Linked DNA regions of Mus musculus: region 1 is linked to region 2. The links are chromatin contacts, called in public Hi-C maps. All regions are on one chromosome and are shown on one strand. Each heading gives the region's core, a stretch centred on a gene start, on an enhancer-like site or on the middle of the called end of the contact. The rest is flanking DNA. Distances are from core to core; before and after follow the strand shown.

What was found. Hi-C and Micro-C count contacts between places; a contact is called where the count stands out from the background.
Region 1: a contact with region 2 is called in a Hi-C map of the N1E-115 cell line, with 2.7 times the contacts expected there. The contact joins two enhancer-like sites. A contact is called at or near these places in 1 of 484 Hi-C or Micro-C datasets (the N1E-115 cell line), 2 of 115 datasets of contacts at active chromatin or transcription factors (pancreatic cancer cells and stem cell-derived neural progenitor cells) and 1 of 9 other capture datasets (embryonic stem cells).

Annotation. Positions count from the first base shown.
Region 1 is chr13:56,772,387-56,777,951 of GRCm38.p6, reverse strand. It overlaps Trpc7 (transient receptor potential cation channel, subfamily C, member 7), which reads left to right. Exons shown (of 12, transcript NM_012035.3): 11 at 1,760-1,835; 12 at 4,019-4,854. The coding sequence ends at 4,188. Among named protein-coding and RNA genes, the nearest start is that of Gm52066, 9.4 kb to the right of the region's middle. Within about 2 kb of position 3,446, at least 51 of the 459 cell types and tissues checked have an H3K27ac peak or open chromatin away from gene starts, as enhancers often do. A contact at or near this core is called in the N1E-115 cell line, where this site is marked.
Region 2 is chr13:56,578,982-56,584,782 of GRCm38.p6, reverse strand. No RefSeq gene overlaps it. Among named protein-coding and RNA genes, the nearest start is that of Gm32759, 3.8 kb to the left of the region's middle. Within about 2 kb of position 1,917, at least 155 of the 459 cell types and tissues checked have an H3K27ac peak or open chromatin away from gene starts, as enhancers often do. A contact at or near this core is called in the N1E-115 cell line, where this site is marked.

The sequences.
Region 1 (5,565 bases), core at 2,197-4,696, 190 kb before region 2:
AGATACCAACTACTAAATAGGAAATGGTATGGTGATTTCTGCACCCACAAAATGGTGCCTCTCACCCCCTTTCATTTCTAGGTTCTGCCTTGCCATCTTCCTCATGCACAGCGAAACCCCGTCACTCCAGAAGTAGAGAAACCATTTCCTTGCTTCACTGAGACAGAGTCTCACTGTGTAGCCCAGACCTGGACCTGGCCCAGGAATTCACTAACCTCCTGCCTCAGACTCCTGAGTGTTGGTATTTCAAGCCTAAAGGAGGGCACCCAGCAGAGACACTTAGTTATTGAGGCTTGCCTCGAAAGGCACCTAGCTTTAACTAGCACCCTTGTCCTCGGGTCGGCCTAAAACTGTGCAGTAGTCAAATGCTCAGGACATCTTAGTTTAACGGGTAGTAGATAACTCCATTGTCTGCTGTGAGACTCTGTGAAGGACGATTTAGGACGATTTTTCTCTCCGTGTTTGTTTGGTTCATGTTTCCACTGAAGGTACCCAGGGGTGGGTACACGGTCCTGTCATGCAGATGTCCTGCTCCATGGAGTAGAAGACACTTCAGGCACTGCAGTGCTAACACCCACCTCTTGGGGATGAATGGGGACAACTTGCTGATGAGCGGTTCCCACCATCCAAACCATAGAGCCACAGGGAAGGGAACCCACAGGCACAGGTGAAGAAGGGCTCACTGGCCTGATTAAGCTTACTCAGGCCATGGGTGAAAGAAACTTAGCTCAGTGCAGATAAAATCTTAGGACCACAGTCTGGAGATAGTCCCTGCTGACAAGATAGTCCCTGCTGACAAGATAGTCCCTGCTGAGGGCTTCAACAGGAAAGTGGCCCGAAGCGTCCGGTGCTTGGCAGATAGCACAGTTCCGTTTTCCTGTGGTTGGAGAGAACTCCGGACTGAGCCCAGGTCCACTACCATAGCTTCTGAACTCTAGAAGATGCTGCCGTGTCCTCTTGATCCTAGGTGTGGCGGGTGAACCAAGCACTGGATGGGACAGTGCCGGGGAGCAGGAAACTCCGGCCCCTCTCTTCATGCCACTCACGAGAGCCAGAAATCTCAGTTTTAGGGATATTTTTAACCTCTCTGATTTCACAGGAACCCTGGAACAACTAGCTGACAATATCCAGAGCTCGGCTCCACCGGGCTTCCTGACGCATGGCTCTATTCTTGGTGTCCCTTACATGTAGTTCAAACTTTGTTCAGTGAGTTATCTGGAAGCTAGGGACCCCAAGCCCTTGCTCCTCCATAACTGGGGATGCACGGTCAGGCCCGTGCAACATCTGGGGAAGCAGTCTCTCCATCAAGGCCCAGAAGCTGACAGTATGGCTGAGGCCGGCAACCCTCTAGCCTGGCCTGGGCTGCTCTCGTGAACAGCAGGTGTTCTGTCTCACCCGAGGGCTGCATTTGCCTGGCTGACCTGATAAGACTTCCCAGAATTCCCTGTCTGGCCAGAGCAACACTGGGCCCAGGGCCTCAAGCAGAGCCATAACTCTAAGATGGTTCTCCTTCCCATTCTCCTCGGCTTGACTTCCTGTCAGCGGGAAGTGTCCTGTTCTCACCTCCTGGGAGGTGGGGAGGTGGGGAGGTGGGGAGGTGGGGAGGCTATGCAGAGCTCTGCCCAGGTCTCTCCGCTGGGCAGAGCACCCTGGGACCACACCAGCCTGCTAGCATCCAGTGCTGAGGCCTGGGCTGGGTGAGAGGATCAGACCCTGCTGGCCTCACCACCTCTGAGCGCTGCCCTGTTTCTCATTTCAGAAGATCATGAAGCGGCTCATAAAGAGATACGTGCTGAAGGCCCAGGTGGACAGAGAGAACGATGAAGTCAATGAAGGTACGGGAGAGAGGCCCCAAAGTGATTTCACTCTAAGTTTTACAGGCCAGGGGTCAAGCATGGGTCTCTCAGGTGGAGGCTGGGATTGTCTGGGTTCTGTGTTCTTTATGGAGAATACCTGGCTCTTTAGTGCAAGCAGATGCATTCCCATGAGCTGGGGGGACCAAGGTCTTCACTTCCTCACTGAGGTCCACCCTGAGCCCAAATTCCAAGCTACCCTGTTGTCTCTGCACTAGACCCGCCCCTCAGCAACTACACCCCTCTCATCACTCCCTCTCCCACCCAGCATCCATCATCTCTACCCCACCCTTCTACCGCCTCCTCTTGTAAGGAAGGCACATGATTAGATTGGCTCCTGGGTGGTCCAGGATCCCCTCCCAACCCAGACGATTAGCACCTGCCTCCACATGTAACCATAACATGTCACCTTAGTTTCTGTTTGCTGTGTGATATAACTTATCCTGAGAGGCCAGCCACTAATGATGACATTGTGGACATCATGGAGGTATGGGACATTATTAGGCATTATTAGTGACCATCATCCTCAGTTGGCTTCCAGCCCTTTGAACTCAGGATAGCCTAGAATCCCACCATTCACCCTTTCTTCCGTGGGCACACATACAAAAGGGTCAGCCCGTGCCTCGTTTTCAGAACCTACCACGGGCTCAGACCCAGCTGCGCATTGTGTCTCTGTTCCGAGATCTGAGACTATGGCGATAGCAGTTTCTCTGAGGAACTCTGAAGTGTGCCCTCTTCAGTGGCAGCTGGTGAAGGTGCAGGTCCCAGCCTAATGCCTCCCCACATCTGTGGCAAGGCCTATGGCCAACACTTTAGACAACAGCACCTGGCACTTCCTGTGCACACTGGAGTTCCTGTCTACATCAGTCTCACCAAATGAGTTAGTTCTCAGTCTAATTTAAGCAAGTATGCGTAAGGAAGAAGCAGATGCCCTATACCGGGTCATTAATCATGCAACACCTAGGATAAATATTTGAAAAACTCTTGCCTATGACTGGAGGTACCCTGTCTCCCCTCACGTGGGCCACAGAGCTACCAAAAGAGCTTGGCCACTGAGTGACCCTTGACTTCCTATCTTGGGGAACCTAGCATACAGCCTACAAAAATGGCAATGTCCAGTCTAGCTGCCGAGCACACAGGTCCAAGAGGCTGGGCAGTGGCCCTGCCGCTCCTTGTGGGTCCCAATTATTAAATCACAGGGTGCTTGCTGCATCAGCCTTAAGTAGTGTGGGGCTGTGATGGACATGATAACTAATATTCACTTTGGGGGTGGGTACCCAGATGTCATTTTAACTTAATTGATATGAGTCTGGGGCTTAGTGAAGTACCCTAATAAAAATAGGGGGTATAATCATGTATATGAGACCTCTGTACTTTATATATTTAAGCACGCTGCATATGAGATAGGAATAGTATACCCCACAAGCAGTGGACCCCTGCCAGAATTATGTCTGGTGTCTAACATGTGAGAAAAGAACCTTTCTACTCCCCTTTGTGCTTAATAAAGAGATTCCCACAGGCCCAGACCTATCAGGCTTCTAACCGCGCAGGTCACTATGGAAACAGAAAATGAAAGTGACTGGTGGTACCCTATTAGGGGAGGAGGCAGCTGCAGGCATCAGGGAGGCTCGCATTAGGGAAGTCAGGCTGCTTCTAAGAACTAAGGGAAGCCGTGGTCGCCAGCTCTGAGGCTGCAACCATGTGCAGAGCCTTGCTCTCTGGTGCTTGGGGTTTCTTCCCTTGGCACATATAGACAGGACCAAGCAGAGCCCCATGAAATGGCTGCCCCAGCTAATGAGCATCTTGCTTGACCCCTACGTGTGCTGGCTCTGAGGCCAACGTTGGAGCCATGGGTGTGTGAAACAGGTGCCTGAAAATTCACAGCCCTAAATTCCACCTCTCGGAGCTGTGAAGGGAGAAGCTTTCCAGGAATGGGGGGAGGGCCTGTAATTGTGCACGGGGAAACAGGCGCTTCTCCCCGGAGATCTGTGGGTGCAGGGATCTCTGAGATTCCCAACACCCTCCCCCCACCCCTCCACTCAGCCTCCCCAGGGCTGGACCTGCACCCGAAGCACAGAACCTCCTTCCTGTCACACACACACACACACACACACACACACACACACACACACACATACACCCAGTAAGCCCTCCTGTCTTTGCAGGTGAACTCAAGGAGATCAAACAAGACATCTCAAGCCTTCGCTATGAGCTCCTGGAGGAGAAGTCTCAGGCTACAGGAGAGCTGGCAGACCTGATCCAGCAGCTCAGCGAGAAGTTTGGGAAGAATCTGAACAAAGACCACCTGCGGGTGAACCAGGGCAAGGACATTTAGGGCCTGACTGCCCGCTTGGCAGGTGTGACTGACGTCTAACAGCATTCCAAAGCCGGGCCAGGTGTCCCAGTCTCAGCCCCTCTGAGGAGGAGGAACCACTGGCTCTGTCCTGGGCACATGACTGATATCTATAGCCCAGGAACCGCCTGGATCCAGGATTGTGAAACTAAGCCCGTGGGAGGGACAAGCTACCCCAAGGAGGGAAAAAGTGCCATCAGATACACGAGACCCTCCTGTCCAGCCTCCGTGGCCAAAGCAGGAAACGGCCATCTTGGATGCACATGTGTGTCCGCCCACTTGACTCAGGACGACAGCTGTGTCCTGGGAAGTCAGCTCTCTGCCCCTGAGTCCCTTCTTATTCCTCCCCGACACACACACACACACACACACACACACACACACACAACCAGAACCGGGAGGTGACCTGTGACCTACTCTTAAGTGCCAGATGAGAACCCAGATAGCCTAATAGTTAAATAGTTCTATTTGTTTATATAAAAAAAAAAGTTTAAAAAACACTAAATCAAAAATTGTACTGTAGAGAAAAGTTGTCATTGTTTAGAGAACAACAAAATCCAAATAATGTATTTTTACCTTTATTATCTTGTATTTACTATTTTTACCTAAAATGAGAAGAAATAAAATTACCTCATAAGAGCCTGGGGGTCTGTGTGGATGTGCTACTGGGCCATGTCTGACTGGGGCGGTGGTGGTGGTGGGGGGGGCTGGCTTTGGAATCATCTGGGTCAGGGCTGTCTGGGAGGACAGGACCAAACCACAGCCATGGTTCCTGAGAACTTCACAGCCTCTACCTTCACTGCCAAGCCTCACTTGCTGTTCCAGCCCTAACCCCAGCATCTCTGAGGTCAGACAGGAAGTGAAGGATGCACTGCTGGAAGTGGGGAAGGCAAGAGTGGGTGCCCAGGATGGAGCCTCACACCGGAGAGTGGGAAGAGCTACCACCAGATGGCACCCAGCCCCAAACAGTGTGCCTCACCGCGGGTCAGAGAGGATGCCCTGGGATTGAAGGGGACTCCCTGGTCATGAGGAAACAGCTGGTGGTACAGATCAGCTTGTGACCTACTGTGTGCTGTGGATCAGCTTGTGACTGAGGACCTACTGTGTGCTGTGCTCAGGATTTCCCACAAGTCAGTTTTCCAAGTCTTCATGGTGACCCTGGAAGGAGGTCAGAGTTCCAAATTCAAATACCTGGAAGATACCCTGGAAGAGAAAGAGAAAAAGAGTGAGTGCATATGCATACATATATCCCCACACATATGTGTGTGTGCACATAGATAGATAGATAGATAGATAGACAGACAGACAGACAGACAGACAGATGGTAACCCATGTGATGGATGATTTCCATCCATGCTT
Region 2 (5,801 bases), core at 668-3,167:
GCAATGTTCTTTGTTTTTCTTTATCCTGCTACTTCCTGTTCGCCCCTGATTTCTCCCTTGCTCCTGTCCTTGCTCTGTGACCACAGATGCTGTGGCCTACATAGTCTAAAAGGAACAGTTTTTCTGACTTCTAGTTGCTGGTTTGCTGGTTGAATTTAATAAGCCTGTGTACATGTGTGTGTATGTTTGTGTGTGTGTGTCTATGTGTGTGTGATGTGCATGTGGGTATGTGCGTGTGTGTCTGTGTGTGGAGGTGTGGTGTGTGTGGAGGTATGTATGTGTGGTCTGTGTATACACACATATATATGTGGGTATGCATGTGTGTGGTATATGTGTATATCTGTGTGGTGTGCATGTGTGTGTGGTGTGTATGTGGGTATATATGTATGTGTTGTGTGCATTTGTGCATGTACATGCGTGTGCACATGAGTGTGTACATGTGTGTGTGTTTCTGAACAAGATCAGAAGGAGGGAAGAGAGGACCCAGGAAAGGCAGGGCTGGACAGTCCTGCAGCCCCTGTATTCCCAGCAGCTCAAAGGCTACTCATGGGTGCACACTCCTTTCTGCTTTGTGGATGTCCATCAGTATAAACACAGATAACATCATGTCGTGCCTAAAGGTCCCACAAGGCAGAATCTAGTCCCGATTTTACTTACCTCTCAGGTTCTCGTCCTTCCTGTGAGGCAGAACAGAGAAGGCATCAGGGATTATGGGGCCGAGGCCGGCAGGATAAGGTGTGGCCATGATTCTACGGTCTGTTATAGCGTGTAGCTTATACCTTGACTTCACACATCAGGTACTGGGCCAGTTTCTGCTTCTGCTGAAAATGCTTAAAGTTGTAAGATGGGAACTCTGATAACTGTGAGGAGAATTAGACACTTCTGTCTTTATGCCTGTGCTTTCCATTAATTGCATAAGTAGTAGTTAGGGTTTTCTTTAAGTTTGAAAACTTAGACCAAAACTGAACATAAATAATATTTGAGTTATACTTAGATAATGGTTTTGTCTTTGAGTGTAACATCTACACTCTATACTAATGTTTGCTTAATATCAAGATGGAGATGGAAAGAAAGTCACGAAAATGAGAGCGTGAGAGAAGAAAGTATAATGAAAAGGGCGAGGGGCCAGCTAAGGGCTGTGAGTTGAGATGAGTGAGATCTGCACATCTTTCCTCGGTTCACATTCTAGGTTCAAACATTCTTTCCGTCTCTGCCTCCAGAGGTTCACACCACTGTGCCTGCTTCCTACTGACCGAATCTCACAAAATACAAAAACCAAACAAAGACAAAGGACAAACTGCAAACTGAGATGCACTGTTGCAAAATAGGAGCATGGGAGCAATGGCCTTATTAGAAACCAGTTTTATATGAATTATGGAAGAGTCACCTAGCTAGAACCTCGAATTTAAAGAAGGATAAGAAAATTGACAATGAGTGTATGAACAAATTCTCTCTTGAAGCACTCAAAGGTGGCCAAAGGGTTCCAGTGCCCAGTGGTGCACGGAGGGCAGTCATTCTAGAAGGCAGTGTGCTACTCTTTCTAGTGCACATGCCCACCGCTCAGAAATTCCACTATCAGCACATCATGGAAGGTGGACTTCAGGATGTCTGCACTGAATGAATCTCAGGATTCTCATGGCAAAATTGGGAACAATCAGAAATCAGGTGATTTGCTAAATAGCTTCAAGTAAGACTAGGCACAGGGCCCGTGCAGCTCTGAGCGTGGCAGTGGACTGGTGACTGGGCTGTCAAACCAGGGCAGGAACATACAGTGATCCCCTCACAGTTTGTACCGTGGACAGAGCAGGAGCTAGCTGTTGACCTGGAATCACTCAGCTGCCCCTGTCCTGGTCCCTCTGGCTCTCCCAACAGAGACATCTTAATGTATGAAAAGGCTTCAAACAAAAGCATTTACTTTGTCATACTGAACACTCAGCCTGAGGTCATCTGCAAGCCCCACTGAGTGGACTCCCTGACTCAGAATTGTGCATCAGCTCATTATTATGTTTTCAAAGGAAGGCTATAAAAGACTGGCAGAGCTCACACTAAAACTCTGGGGTGGGGTGGGGGGAGGGTTGTAGAGAGGGTGGGGGATGGGGGAGGGATGTGGAGGGGGTAGGGGGGCAGGGAGTGGGGGCGTGGGGGAAGGGTTGTGGGGGTGGGGCAGGGAATGGGGGCATGGTAGGGTAGGGCTGGGGGGTGGGGGCAGGGAGTGGGGGAGGGGCAAGGGAGGGTCTCGTCACTCCTGGTTTTTTTTTCACTGTCCATAAATTACACTTAGGGAGGTTACCAGGAGTCTCAGGAAAACAGCTGAAGCCCATCTTTCTAGGAAGAAGAACTGATGATGGTGAGGGGGAACCACCCCCACACTCTAGGAAGCAGCTCCCCAGCCCCTGGCCAGCTGCGCAGTGGAGGAGGGCCTCTCCCTGCCTGCTGCCAGCAGGCTGCAGGGTCACGGGGCTGGGCTGTGCCTGAGCAGTCAGCACACTACTCCATTGTCTGAGCAACACACCCCATTGAAGTCAATGAGAAACAGATGGCCGGGACCACTCTTGCTCCGCACACCTCCAGTGTCCTCCCTGCTTGCTCGCAGCCTCCAGGGTCAGCCAGGGATCTGCTTTTTATTTTACAGACAGAGAAGAGCCACAGAGGAAGGGAGGAAGGGCTGAGGGAAGCTATAGTTTCCAGAGCGCCAAGGGAGTTGATGCAATCATAATTCAGTTCCCACCCCCTACTCAGGAAGGCAAGACCATCCAACCAGGCAGGATGCCTGCAGCCTGGGCTATAAACTCTGGCTCCCCTCCCCTCCCCTCCCCTCCCCTCCCCTTCCCTCCCCTCCCCTCCCCTTCCCTCCCCCCTGGTTCCAGCAAGCCCCTGCTGGGATCTGTGGGCTCTTCCCCAGGCTCTCAGGGCCAGCAGCAAAAGAGTTCAAGTGGGGTCTTGCAGTTCTCATTGTGAGAAGAAACCCTGTAGTCAAACACAGTGGGAAGCAAGTCCCGGATAGGTGGGGTAGAAGGAATCTGGGTCTGGTGGCCCCCTCACAGGGAATCATTTCAAGCGCTGGCACAAGCCAGGGACAGCCATTTGGCCAGAACAAGGCATGACGTCATATATTGGGTATAAGGAGAGGCACTGAAGCTGCCTGGGTCCTGTCCAGGCTCTTTTCTTAATTGCTGTGCTACCCCAGGCTGACTACCTAAGCTCTCTGAGCCTCTGCTTCCTCATCACATAGTATGCTGGGTAGGAGACTAGTATCACCCTGTAGGCAGCAAACAGCAGCAGGGGCTGATTCACCAGAGCAGACTCACACTGCTTGGTGCATGTGCCATGCTCCTTGAAGGCCAGCTCGGATTAGAATGTCAGCTCCCTGTGTCTTTTATCTTTCTTCACACTAACAGCATTTGGCATCATGGCATGCTCATGTGTATATTTCCCGTAACCCCAATGGGCATAACCTCATTTCCATATTTTCCCATAACCCCAATCAGGCTCTGCCTGAGGGCAGTCTCTCCCTAGGGTGCCATCTCTGGATCCCACCTGTAGCTACTATCTCTCTAGATTGTGACTTGTGTTGTCTCCAGATCAGTGTGGACCATTGTGTATGGTGATTGTGACAAGCCAAATGCACACACACACACACACACACACACACATACCCTGCCCATTCTCCCCCACAAGGCCCTGTGCAGCAGTAGTGAATAGTATCCTAGTTCAAACAGAGACTTGTATGTGACCCCAGGGGAGGAGTTACCACCCCAGAACCCTAAAATGAGACAAAGAGGGGAAAGTGACCCAGAGAAGGGGCCCCCTATAAGGGGAGGGAAGCCAAACTGTGGCTGCAAATTGAGAAAACATTGACACAGAGATGGAGAGTTTTGGAGTTTTGGAAGGAGAAAGGCTAACTGGCTTTTGAGATGTGGAATCGGAAAGGGAAAGACATCACGCCATGGGAATTTTGGAAAACAAGAATCACAAAGCTACTTACAACTGATAGAGTGTGGATGCAGAAGACAAGAGGGAACACTACAGGTGCGTAGGAAGGAGGCTTTGAAACATGAACATCAAGGCCTGTCCAAGTCAGTGAAGATGTGCCCGCCTGGCAGCTTCCTCCGAATGTGCTAATTACACTTTGTGTTCTTCAACAAAAATAGTTTCTTTGTGAGGAGGGCTGGAGTCCAAGGGTGGGAGAGAGCATCTTCTCACAGGCAGCCAGTAGGCAGCCCCACTTGAAGGATAATAAATATATTGTTATGCAACAGCACACTCACGTCTCATGAAGGCTGGCTCTTACTATCCTGGTGAGGATGAGCATTCTGAGGGAAAAAGAGAAGGTGGCAGTACGGCTCAGTGATGAGGTCCCTCTTTGTATCATTTATGCCAGGCTACAGTAGCAGCTCCAGATCTCAGGGGTTCTAAAAAACACAGGCGACTTCTGATTCATGTCCCAGTCTATGGTGGGTTGGGTAGAGCTTTGCTCTACGTCTGTCTTACCCTTACTCAGTGGTCTAGGGTGATGGAGCAGCTAGCCTCTCACACCAAGCAAGCTGTAATGGCAGAGACAAGGAAATGAGCTAACACATACACACAGACACAGACACAGACACACACACACAGATACATACTTGCACACATGTAGACACACATCTATACACACACAAGCATGGACACACACACAGGCATACACACACACATGCATGCAGACACACATCCACACATTCATGTCTTGCGCGTGCCCAACTGGCCAGGAAGAACGATGCTGCAACAGGATCCTTTTGCACACATTTATTCAGTCCTGTTTCTTCTTTCTCTATATCTCCCTTGTTTATATCTCCCTTGTTTATATCTCCCAATAATAATAATCCTCTCTTGAATAATAATCTTCCCTCTAACCCGGGCCTCTCACTCTTATATACTCTCAGTTCCCATCCACGCACAGTAGGCCACGCCACCTCACCAGGTACGCAGCTTCAGCTAATCAGGGCAGCAGGGGCATATCTCCATCAAAATGGATTTACCGGTATCCTGGTACACCTGCGCAATTCTCAAGATGTTTGTGGCTTATATGAGGAAGTCAGGTGCAAGTCATACGACTTAGCTGCAGTCCCTGGCGCCTTTGGGACTGCCGCCACACCCGCTCCTCACATACATGCACACACATACACTCACATACACTCACACACATGCATGTACACACATATGCACACGTCCACACACACAAGCATGGACTAACACACATGCATGCACACTCACATACACTCACACACATGCATGCACACACACTCATATACACACATGCACACACAGACACACACATGCATGCACACACAAGCATGGGCATACATGCACATACCTGCATGCACACACACTCATAGACACACACACGCACACACACATACACACACAAGCATGGCTTCACATGCACACACACATGCATGCATGCACACACACTAATAGGCACACATATGCACACACACATACACACACACACACACACACACACACACACACACACTGGCTTTGCACTCACTCCCATTTCATTGGCCACAACAGACTTGTAGATACACTGCAGTGCAGTTACCTGCTGCTTAGGAGAATAGAATGTATACAATGGTTCCAAGGAGAACTCCAGGCCTTGCCCCCTTACACAGAGCTGCCTGCTGTCCCCTGCCTGTTCGTTCCTTCAGCATGCATTTTTCTACATGATTCCCAGTCTACCTTGCCCGTGATTGTCAGGATGTAGTTTGGTTGAGATAACTGGACATAATGTTTACACCCCAAGTCCATACCATAAAATGAAGATA